Linked DNA regions of Danio rerio: region 2 is linked to region 1. A link is a contact called in public Micro-C data. All regions are on one chromosome and are shown on one strand. Each heading gives the region's core, a stretch centred on a gene start, on an enhancer-like site or on the middle of the called end of the contact. The rest is flanking DNA. Distances are from core to core; before and after follow the strand shown. Region 1 overlaps swap70b (switching B cell complex subunit SWAP70b). Region 2 holds the start of tbc1d15 (TBC1 domain family, member 15).

Region 1 (5,991 bases), core at 2,008-4,507:
GAATTCGTACAATCTCATTTGTATAATTTAGTATGATTTGCTCATACCCCAATGACGCTTTATTTTAGGGGCGGTGTTGGGTACCACACTTAGAAAATCCCAGTAAATCCCAGTTAAGCCTCTAAATTCCACTTTAAGAATACTAGTTAAAAAAAAATTGCACGATTTCGTATGACTGAACTCATACGAATTAGCCACTGAACTGACACAACGTAAAATAGTTACGTTTCCTTGTGACATCAGGCCTGATTAACTGCATGGCCTTAAAAAGGACCTTCAAATTTCTGTTTTAAAACTTCTTCAAACAGAAAACTACTTGAATCTAAATCCATAAGTTTATACTTAAAATCTACACTTCTAGCTTTTCGAAAATTCTTGCTAGCTTTTTGAAGCCCACTTAAAATTTTATCTTGAGAAACATTTTTTTTTAAAAAATCTAGTTTGTTTTTGGCTTGCTGAAATACCTGCTGTTTACAGACCATAAAACAGAAGTTTCTATGTCTGAGCATTTGCATTCTAGGTTTCCGATCCAGTGAGACAAGTGGCTCAAAATCCAGTTGAACCTGATGAGTATCTTGGTACTTTACAAATGAAAAACGTCTTTGTGTTGCACAGAAACTGGAGGAGGCAGCAGCCAATGCAGCAGACGAGGAACGCAGACGTCTGCAGACCCAGAACGAGCTGCAGGATCTGTATCGGCTGGAAATGGAGAAAGAGAAAATGGTATTTGTTTGCTCTGCTTGTTCACTGTCTGGCTAGCAAACTTCAACATGCGTTTTGATGTCATGTGTCTAGAGAGGTTATTTTGACCAATAGGGTGCTAGATTACCTCAGCCCAACAGGTCCATTTTTGAATATTACAGGAAGTACACTGCAGCAGAAGTTCTGCTTTTGGCTATAAATATCTGAAACGTTGAAGCACACAATTTTGACACCTAAACAAAGCCTCATTTTCTCTAATCAAGATTATAATCATTCATTTGATTTTGTGAAGTTTTTGAAGTTGCTAAGCCAAAAATTACATTTGTCTTCTTGTTTTTCCAATATATATATATATATATATATATATATATATATATATATATATATATATATATATATATATATATATATATAATTAATGGGGTCCAGTGTTTTTTGACAATTTTGACAGTTAAAAAATACATATTTGCTTATTTTATTACAGAATATTTACAAAATTTATTTTTTATTTTTCTTTTTGATTTATTTATTATTATTTTACTAAACTTTTTTCTCTTTGTGTCTTAGGTACGACAGCAAATGGAGGAACAGGTGGCTCAGAAGTCCAATGAGCTAGAGCAGTATCTGCAGCGCGTCCGTGAACTGGAGAACATGTACCACAGCTTAGAAGAAGCACTGGAGGAGGAAAGACAGGCCAGACAGGATGAGGAAACTGTCCGAAAACTACAGGCCAGGTATGCTGGCTTTTTTTTTGTTGGCTTTAAAATGTGGAGTGAATTATATTTCATATGATTAATTATTGAGGGGTAATAAATGAAAAAAGGATACCAATTATTATAACAGGCTGAGGTTGTGGAAACAAATTGTTAATTCCAAATATGCTCTGAGCTCCGCAGTTCAGCTAACACAACTGTAAATGAATAACTACGGACTAAATTAAATGCAGTTTATCTTGCTTTACTTTCACAGGCCTGATAATCCATGCTCAGTCTTTTTCTTTATGGAATACATATATCTCAACAAAGTCAACTTTTTTTTAATGTAAAATGAGAAATATAAGTCTTAAGTATGTCTGTTTAAGTAATATAAGTCTGCTCCCTATAAATTTGCATTTGGAGAACATAATGACATTTTGTGTTCCCTTCAAACTACTAAAGCACTTTTTTGGTCTTCAAAATGTCTTGAATTTATCTTGATGAAATTTGAAATTTTAGCATTGTATTTTAATATATGGATACAAAATAACTTGATCATAAACCATTTTTTGTAGTTGTTGCATATCCGATTGGAACCTGATAATGGTTAGAAAAAGAATCCAAGCATGGCTAGAAAGTTATGAAATTCTGATGCCTTTTTGACATTTATTCATTCACAGGTCATGCATCCTCCATATCAACCATTTAATTCTTGACATCAACAAAGCGTTTTTGAATTACTGCTTATAGATAACACTGCTAAAAATAATAACATTATACAAATGCAAATTGTCATGAATAAACTGGAAAAAGCTGAAAAGGGGTATTGGTTTTTATATTTATGTAGAAAATAATATTTTTTGTAACATTTTAATCCTTTAATTTTTTTCATATGTAAAGATATTTGTGTATTGCTGTACGTCCTGTGTGTAGCAATGTATAAGCATTTGAATCCACATAGGCGCATTACCAACATGCTCTGCACTGAACTATACCAGATTTTAGTTGGTCAATGGCACATTTTATTTTAGTTTTTCAAAATAGCAACGTGCCAACAATGCGCCTTAACATACCTCTTTTTTAGACCGACACAGCCATGAGTCCACAAGTGGTGCAAATGGATTCGCTATTTAAACACTGTGGCGCAACATGTGAAATTTAGGGTTGCGCTGGTCTTAAAATAGTAAAAACACGTCTAAACACATCTTATGATAGAGCCCTTCATGTTCGTCATGTTTTCTGGCTTTTTTAAAGCATTTAAAAACATTTGGGCTGTTTTGCCTATGCTTCATTAATAATAATAATAAAAATAATTTAAATATACTCTAAATGTGTTTTGATAAAACAATTAGACACACACACAAAAAAATACTTTTACAGTCAACATTTCAAGTGGATCAAAACCTTTCACCAAAATTGTCCAAACACTATTGAAAAAAAAAAACATTTTTGTCCTAAAAACTTTTTTGTCCACCTTAAATTGACTACTGTATAGCATAGCTGTGCAGTTATGGCTTGATCAAACTTTAAAAAGTAAGGTCATGTGACACCTGGATCAGGTCAGTTTACAGAGGACCGTCTATTTCCTTGTAAGGTGGGAAGTTAGAGAAGCATCACAAACACATGAGGATGTCTGAGACGTCTGTTCACGTCTGCAGTTCCTGTTCCCTGTCTCACCCTACAAAAACCAGCAGTCTTCCTGTGTTTGTGCTGACCAATCACCAGCTCATCACTTTACTAAACACACAATTGCTTTTATAACCAGTGTGTGAATCCCCCTCATTTTCACACTCCCACATCCATAATCTTTTAGTCATTGTTAAAATGTGTATTTTGTTTATACAGCAGGTCAAATGTGAGTTTGTAAACTGTTAAAAGAATCTTACATTTACTTCAAGCTTTATGAACGACTCACAATTGTGGGAACTACTGACAGTCAGTTTCAATTTCAACATGTGAACAATCTGTAAATGCAAGGTTTGTGAGTTATTCAGAACTGAATTATGAATCACACAAAACATCCTGAGTATGAATAGGCATAGTCCAGTATAAGATTCTGACGGTATGATAACCTTGGATAAAAATACCCCGGTTTCACTGTATCATGGTATTGTGCTCACTGCTCTAAAATACATTATTTGTAAATGTCTGGGTAAAAAACAAAAACTTTTTTCCTCTTTGAAAACAATATATTTTATTTTTTTAAAACATTTTTGTATAATATTTTGGAACAGTAAACATGTCAAATGAACATGTCAAATGAGTCATTGACTTCTGCTGTCTTCATTTGCTTCAATAACAGATTTCTTTACATTTTAAAATGGCATCTTTGGATATTTTTATGCTGGAGATACTGTTATTACACATACCTTAGAAACGGTATTACAGGAAACTTTGGCGGTTTTTAAAACCTTGACCTTTCCAAACCGCGGTATACCTTGAAAACGGTTATCATCTCATGCCTATGAATCAAGAGCAGGGGTGCCCAAACTTTTTCTTATGAAGGGCCAAAAACCAAACTTGATTAAGGCTAGTGGGCCAAAGATAAACATAGTTGCCATGGGTGATTTACAGTACATTTTTAACATTTTATAATGAACTTATTAACAGTAAAAATGAAAACAATCTAATTTATAACAGAATTACACTGTCTTTGCAGACATTGGCTTGATTTACTCGCCAACATTGTCTGCATAATTCTCTATCCATTGAGTGACAGTATTTACATTTTAAAAAATCAAATCCATTCATTCATTTTCCTTTATTTCTTTACTCCAGCATATGTTTTACGCAGCGGATGCCATTCCAGCAGTACCCAGTACAGGAAAAAAATCTTATTCATATAAAACATTTCATTAAAACATTTAATTTGTTTGCTCTTTTGTAGCTCTGCTATAAAACAAAGAAATAAAAATATGTTAAGTCGATCTCTATGTTCTCTGATCTCTTTGTTAAAGGCATTTGCCCCTCTCCATCATTTTCACTTTCTTCTCAGATGGGATGGTGGGCAAATCAAAGGTTACAATTGGCCAATTTTGGCCCATGGGCCCAACTTTGGGCATCTCTTATCAAAAGAGTAAACAGGATACAGAATTATAGTCTGTAATAAAGTCATTTTTTTTAAACTATAGCTTTTTATATTTTTATCACATTATTATCATCACATTTGTATCATCACATCACAAATTTGTTTTGGTCATAATTTGCTGTTTATAGACAGTAATTCTGAGGTAAAGCACATGTATTTAAAAAAGTGGTGTTTTTACAAAAAGATTACAATACAGAATAGAGAGAGTGCATTTAGGCCACACCCACAAAAAAGTTGTAAATATTAAATTGTTTCGCATGGAGTTGGATCATTTCTCCAACTAAAGAAGTAGGGAAAAGGGGTCATAACATAGACCAGGGGTGGGTAAACTTTTTTCAGCAAAGAGCCATTTCTGATATTTTTGCCAAATTCATTTTTTAAAAGACCCATTGGGGTATATATATATATATATATATATATATATATATATATATATATATATATATATATATATATATATATATATATATATATACGCATATATTTACCCCAATAAGATACGACTACTATAAATAAAACAGGTTTAAACTAAACCTTTATTTATGTTCATGCACAACTCAAAAATAAACATATATGAAGCATCGTCATGTTGAGCAAGTCCATGAATGAAGAAAGAACATTTATTCTGGTAAATAAACTCTTTTTTTTTTTTTTTTTTGAAAAGCAAAACAATTTAAAATAAACAAACAATTTACTTTTATAAAAAACACATAGTTGCTTGAAATTATTCAAAATAAATATGCGGCAGTAATTTTGGCTAGTTTTAAAGAACATATATTATTGTTATTATATTCATTTTCACTAGTTTTAAAGAACAAAAATAATATTATTGAGTAAACAAAAGACAAAACAACGTATGTTTATATGGTAACCACGCACACACATTAGCCCTTTATTGGTGTCACGATTAAAGTTTATCCACAGCTCTGCTCACGTGTATTAGTCGAAACGTAAAAATTGTAATTGTATTTTCAATAGGAAACTGATTTCTAGTGATTGGTTATAATTTTTTAAACTGTAAAATATTATTGAGACAGCTGGAGAACCATGGATTTTTGCTCGAAGAGCCACATGTGGCTTGAGAGCCATAGGTCCCCTACCACTGATATTGACTAATACATTTCACTTTCTCTATATATCTCCTTCGCCTCATTTCCGCAACAATCCTTTGAGATGGTTAAAAATGATGAATGTTTCCTCTCGCCAACTACATTTCATTGCTGTGGGCATAACAGTTGTTTTCTAATAAATATTACACGCTGCTCTCTGTTATTGTGTCATTTTTGGTGGGTCAGGAAAACATTGTTTTAGGTTTTTTTAGCTTGCTTACTATTCACCTTGTCACATAGCAGTTTTTAGACATTGTTTGCTCTTTGTTGTTCGTCAGAAATGGCAAGGAGACAGCTTCCCACAATACTAACTCAATGGAATAGGTTGGATTGTTCGGTGGGTGGGGCCTTCTGATTACAATGTGATGCTCAACCAATCAGAATCAAGGACAAGAAT
Region 2 (6,055 bases), core at 2,481-4,980, 140 kb before region 1:
ACTAGCTATACCTTCTTTGGCACATTGGTGATGATGGGTTTGGGTCTGGTTTTAAATATCAGCTTCTTTTTGATGAGGGCCGAGACGGTGTAAGATGTTGGTTTCTCTTGGTTGGTTTCCATGTTTTCCTCCGCATCCTGAGGGAGTCCGGAGTGCTTCATCAGAACAGCAAACGGCTTCTCCAATTTGACCTGTTTGCCATAAAGGATGTGATGTCCGACTATAAGGATTGGTACGCCCTTGGAGAGAGAACAGATCAAGAATATAACACACATCAATTAAAATAGTCATTAAAAGTATAACATTTAAGGGATAATTCGTCCAAAATTGGAAATGTACTCACTTCAAGTAGTTCAAAACATCTTTTGAGTTTCTTTTTCATTTTTTTTTTAAATTGAAACAAGATATTTTGATGAACATTAGAAGTCAGTGGCACCCAGTTTCCAATATTCTTCAATGTCTCTTGTATTGTGTGTTGAACAGCAAAAAATAAACTCAAAAGAGATTTGAAACAACCTGAGGAAGAGATGACATTTTTTTGCAAACTATTCCTTTAGTCAAACTTTCTTTAAATAGTGAAAGGGAACCTATGATAAAAATCATCTTTTGTAAGCTGTTTGGACAGAACTGTGTGTTGGTGTAGTGTGTCCACAGTCACACTGGGGTGGTATAAAGACAACAAGTCTCTTTTTTTAATTTCCTGACATTAAAATAGAATCCAAATCCCTCCCATTTTAAGGTCCACCACAATGTGATGTAGGAGTGTGGTTTTCCGGCCCAACTGGGATTAAAAGATCTGTTCAGCTCACTGTGATCATCAATCATCATTAAATGTGATGAAGAATGAGTTTTACAAGTTTAACACGTTTTTAAAACAATGCATGTTTGTAATGAATTACAACAATTTTACCGTCTTTAATTTATCACCACAGCTGTGTCAATTATAAATAAAGACACTTCAATCCCTGTTTGTGGACTTTAAGTCAGGTTTATTTTAAACATTAACATGATGGATATCCATACAGCAGTGGATATTAACTTGTGTCCTGTTACATTTGCTTTGCAAAGTTAAATGTGTGTGTGTGTGTGTGTGTGTGTGTGTGTGTGTGTGTGTGTGTGTGTGTGTGTGTGTGTGTGTGTGTGTGTGTGTGTGCGCGAACTTTGTAACGACATTGTGTGCGACTCATTGCTGCAGAAAGGCTTGAATTAACTCCACAACAAACACATCAAATCATTTGGAAAGTTTCTTACAAACGTTATGTGAGATCTGCTTTCCTTATATCTGTCATTGTGCTGTTTAATAATATGCATAAAATAATATGCGCAAAACTTAGTAAGATAAACCTTTTATTCGATAAGAAAAGATGCGCATAAACTATGATAGAAACACTTTTACAGAACAAATTCCAGTATGCACTTTAAAAAAATCATTTGATGATAAAAATGTGTGTGTATGGATAAACCAGCAGGCTTAGCACATTGTAAAACTGAAATGTTGTTTTGGTCATTCTAAAACACATTAACCGTTTCATTAATAGTTTTTTTATATTATTAAATACCTCCAGAATCAAAAGTGTCTGTGCTCCACGTCTCACGCCTTTAAACGACACCACGCATTCACTGCGTGTCAGGATTGCCTTCTGAGATGCAAGTAATTAATTAGAAATAAATAAGAAAAAGATTCATGCAGCTTCTCCTACCCAAGTAAATTCTGTTTTTACTGTTGATATTTGGCGCCAGTTAATCAGGAAGTGACGAGTTTGTTCGCTTTTACTCGTTGGATGGAAACGCTGCTTTATTCGATAATCCAGTTTTGTGCATAAAGTTCATTCAAGTTTTGGATGGAAACAGCTACTGACAGACACGTGGGAACGCTGGGCGGGGATAACCATCATTAAAGGCACAGGCAACAAAAACAGCTAAAATGTTTTCAGAGCAGAAAATTCTGAACAGAAAATCTTTTGAAAGGTATAATAAATAATCTGATGGGTGTTTTGAGCTGCAACTTTACAGACATTCTGGAGACACAAAAGACTCATCTTAAATCTTGAAAAAGGGTTAAAATAGGTGTCCTTTAATGGTGGAATTTGGAAAACCTTTTTATTATTCATTTATCGTATTTAGCTCTGGAACATGTCCAGTTATTACAGAAGGACTAACCTCTTTAGTGTAGTGCAGGTCCCCCATCAGATTTCCTGCTAGTCCAGTGTTTTGTCTGGACACCATTTCTCCCTGCAGCTCCACCAACAGCCACTCAGCAGGGCTTTCACCGGCATTACTGAGAAATATATCGAAACTCTGTTAAACAAGCACTTTTAAGACAATATTGTTAGATTAGGTAAGTTAAGACAAGGCAAGTCTTCACACCAACCTCGAGATGACTATTTGAACCATTCTGTGTCAGGATATGTTCCTCAAATCACACACTTCTTTCTATTTTGTAGAACTTCTCATCTGAAATGCTGATAAAAGAAGTCAGATATAACCTTCACGACTGACCGTGTCTACATAACTTCACTGATAATTACAAAAGGAAGTAAACACACTCGCATGTCCTGTCCGTGTATTCTGCAAGATCTTTTGGCACGCAAGATTCCCGCCAGTTGGACGTGTTTTTCAAAATAAAAGTTCCTTTGGAACATGTACCACTAGAGGGCAATCAAGGATCGTTTGAAAAGCAGAATTCTGTCACCCTTCACTTGTTTCAAACCTGTTTAAGTTTCCTTCTCTTTCTTTCTTTCTTTCTTTCTTTCTTTCTTTCTTTCTTTCTTTCTTTCTTTCTTTCTTTCTTTACTTTGTAAAAAGCGGGAATCTGTAGATATTGACTTCAATAGTATTTGTTTTTTTTACTTTAGTTTTCAACATTCTTCAAAATCTCCTCTTTAGCGTTTAACAAAATAAAGAAACTCGTTAAGGTTTTAGAACTAACTTAGGGTGATTCAATAGTGAGTAAAATATATTTCATTTTTCGATAAACTTACACTTTAAGTTGTTTTTAGATTAATAATTTTACGTCAAAAGCTCAGTAGATTATTTTGAGGTATTTTTCCTTCAAAGACCTTAAAATAGATTGTGATTCCTGTTTAATTGAGAATAGTACAATTAAAATTATTTTCTTACAAATAATGTGTTTGGTGCGTCCAAAAACACACTTTTACTATTCTGAAAACCATTGTTTATTCTCAAAGAGGTAATAAAGGCACAATTCGAATGTAATAATGGCATTTCAATTTTGGCAAAATTAATATAATACAAAAGAAAAATACAAAGCATAGTTAACCATTGCAACAACTTATTCCAACAACTAACTTTCTTTCTTTCTTTCTTTCTTTCTTTCTTTCTTTCTTTCTTTCTTTCTTTCTTTCTTTCTTTCTATCTTTCTTTCTTTCTTTCTTTCTTCTTCGTATCATTATTATATGTTTGGCGAATCAAAAACACTTTTACTACAGCAATAAAGGCAAAGCTCGAATGTAATTTCATCTGAAATTTACATTTTGGCGGAAGTACTATAATATGAAAGGAAAATACAAAATCCCAACCATTGCAACAACTTTATTCATTTCTTCATCTTCTTGTTATTGCTAATGATGTAATATAATAATATAATATAATTATTATTATGCTATTGCTAACGATGGCAGTGCGCTTGCGCGTCGTTGGCCATGCGGAAAATGACTCGTCAGTGTTGTTGTGGGTCGCTGACAGGCACGTGAGCGGTGCTACGTCGTCTATTTAGCAGTCGACATGGCGGCCACAACTCCTCCCAAGGTACAGAGCATGCTGCTTTTCAAGCGAATACTCGGTCAAAACTATATATTATTCGGGTTTACAAGTATTTTTATGTGGGTCTTTAATAGGGTTTTGTGTTTGACTAGTTTTGAGCCGTCGGTGTTGAGGAATAGATGATACACTGATCTAGGAAGCTGCTGTGTTTAGCAACAGTTAGCCTGACTGCTAGCAGCCAAACACTGACATACAGCTGATCAAACTGTGAAAAACACGGACGTCAGAAGAGGCGTCTCTGGTGTTGATAACGCCACAGCTTCAATATCGATCGTGTTTAAAACGCGTGGCCAGTAAAACAAATAATGGGAGAGTTGTGCCTGTGCTTTAGCTAGTGTTGAGTCATGAACTGGCTAGTAGATTTATGAACATCATAAACATATTTTTGACTACGTGCTGGACAGTTTGTCTGCTGCTTTACGTACTGACAGGTCCATGAGAAATCTAGTAGTCAGTTTTATGATATTGTGTACCAGAACCTCATGTTCGCTATTGAGATAAAGTTGGTTTTATGTTCGCATATTCAGACTTTCTCCTAAATAATATATTTTCAGCAAAGTAATATTTGCTAATTTAAAATGGCAAAATCACGTTAGCAGCCAATGTCTGTTAAAGTACAACATTGTTCAAAGTCAAATTGTGCTAATGTTTTTTTTTTTTTTATCATACCTGCATGTGATTTCATGCGGAATATCAAAGTACCATGGTAAACAATATAGAGAGCTTGTCACTTGTCAAAGAAGTGCGAATATAAAACCAACTTTACCTCAGTATTTTCGCTTTTATCGTTTTCTCGTGTTGCTTCTCATAGATGAGCAAGTGTTTTGCCAACCGTGATTTTTATTTTACCATATCACCATAAAATTACACCATATACAGTTCAAATATGAATATCTCATGTTTTCTCAGTTTTCTCAGTTTTTCTGCCTAGGTATGTCTATTTTTAATTTAAGGAAGTTTGCAAGAACTTGTTTGTGTGGAATCAACAGCTGTTAATTCCTTAAAGGGATAGATGGGTCACTCAACAATAAAAACTGCCAGCTTACTCAATCTCAAGCTATTCAAGATGTTGATGACTTTCTTCCAGAAAAACATTGAAGATTTTGAGCTGAAAGTGTCTTGGATGTCAAATCAAAGGCTACCCTAACTGACACACACACACAAAAAAAAACAATGACATACGGGCGAAACAAAATTAAAACCCACAACTCCTTGTGATACATAGAGCTCTTGTGTACAGACACAAATGGTCTGTGCCAGAAACCTGACATTATGTATAACAATGTTACTTAAAGTCTACATATAACTTCAGCAGTCAGTGTAAAATATTAATTTTGCCTTTCAATGTTTGTTCAATGCCTGATGTATTGAGCGTGAGTTACATTTTGGACAAACCATCCTTTTAAATGCAAACCTCAGACTACCTTACCTTATAAGGCACAGTGAATGGAGAACTGAAACAAGATCTTGAAATGTTTGTTTGCTGTCCCATTTAAAAAGAATAATGTTTCTGATCTCTAATACTTGATCAATCTAATGCTCCATCAATCGATAATTATTGTTTTGTTATGCAGGTGGTGTTTGAACATGAGGGAGTTTTTATTCACTCGTCTCCAGATGAATCCGAGGATCAGGATTTAATATCAGGATTCCTGAGGATTGTTGAGAAGGTTTGGTGGTTTTCAGTTGTTGTTTTTTTCTTTGCGAATGATTTTATATATGAGCAATATATATGCAATTGTCAACCTTGTCATGATAAAAAATCAGGGTTTCACCAAAATAGCAAAACCCTTTCCTACATTTTTTGTGTAAGCAAGTATTTTAGACTACTTTAAAGATACTCAAAAATGTGTCAATGTTTTCAAACTATTATACTTAATTTACCAAAATCACACAAGTGGCGATTTCACATCTGTCACATCTATATTGGAGAGACGTCATGTCCGTACCCAAGTTTTTTCCTCATAAATGCAAAAATGTAAAATAAAATGAAATTAGTCATTTTTGTTCTGTAGTAAGCCGAGTCTTATCTTTTTGATTAGCATCATTTCTTTTGGGTTGTGCAGTTTAATTCACAGAATTTCTACAAAGTATTTTGTGTACTGTAAACTTGCAAACTTTTTTGGTCATATTCATAATGCATGTTTGTTTTTCTCAATTAAAATATAAAAAATGTTTACAGATTGATATTTTTCTGATCCCATAACTCTGTGGTTAGTTGTTTTGAAAAATATACAGATGTTTGAATATAATGTTAAAGTATATACTTTCT

Evidence for each region. A called contact is a pair of places that touch in the nucleus more often than the background predicts.
Region 2: a contact with region 1 is called in a Micro-C map of caudal fin, with 8 times the contacts expected there. The contact joins the promoter of tbc1d15 here to the enhancer-like site in region 1. A contact is called at or near these places in 2 of 18 Hi-C or Micro-C datasets (caudal fin and an unstated tissue).

What each region holds. Positions count from the first base shown.
Region 1 is chr18:18,264,522-18,270,512 of GRCz12tu, reverse strand. swap70b (switching B cell complex subunit SWAP70b) reads left to right here. Exons shown (of 12, transcript NM_001044986.1): 8 at 616-723; 9 at 1,270-1,436. Among named protein-coding and RNA genes, the nearest start is that of swap70b, 33 kb to the left of the region's middle. Within about 2 kb of position 3,257, at least 5 of the 62 cell types and tissues checked have an H3K27ac peak or open chromatin away from gene starts, as enhancers often do.
Region 2 is chr18:18,401,911-18,407,965 of GRCz12tu, reverse strand. tbc1d15 (TBC1 domain family, member 15) reads left to right here and starts at 3,730. Exons shown (of 17, transcript NM_001172625.1): 1 at 3,730-3,768; 2 at 5,358-5,453. The coding sequence starts at 3,745. It overlaps chtf8 (CTF8, chromosome transmission fidelity factor 8 homolog (S. cerevisiae)), which reads right to left and starts at 2,618. Exons shown (of 3, transcript NM_001044336.3): 1 at 2,372-2,618; 2 at 2,161-2,278; 3 at 1-239. The coding sequence starts at 2,394. The coding sequence ends at 6.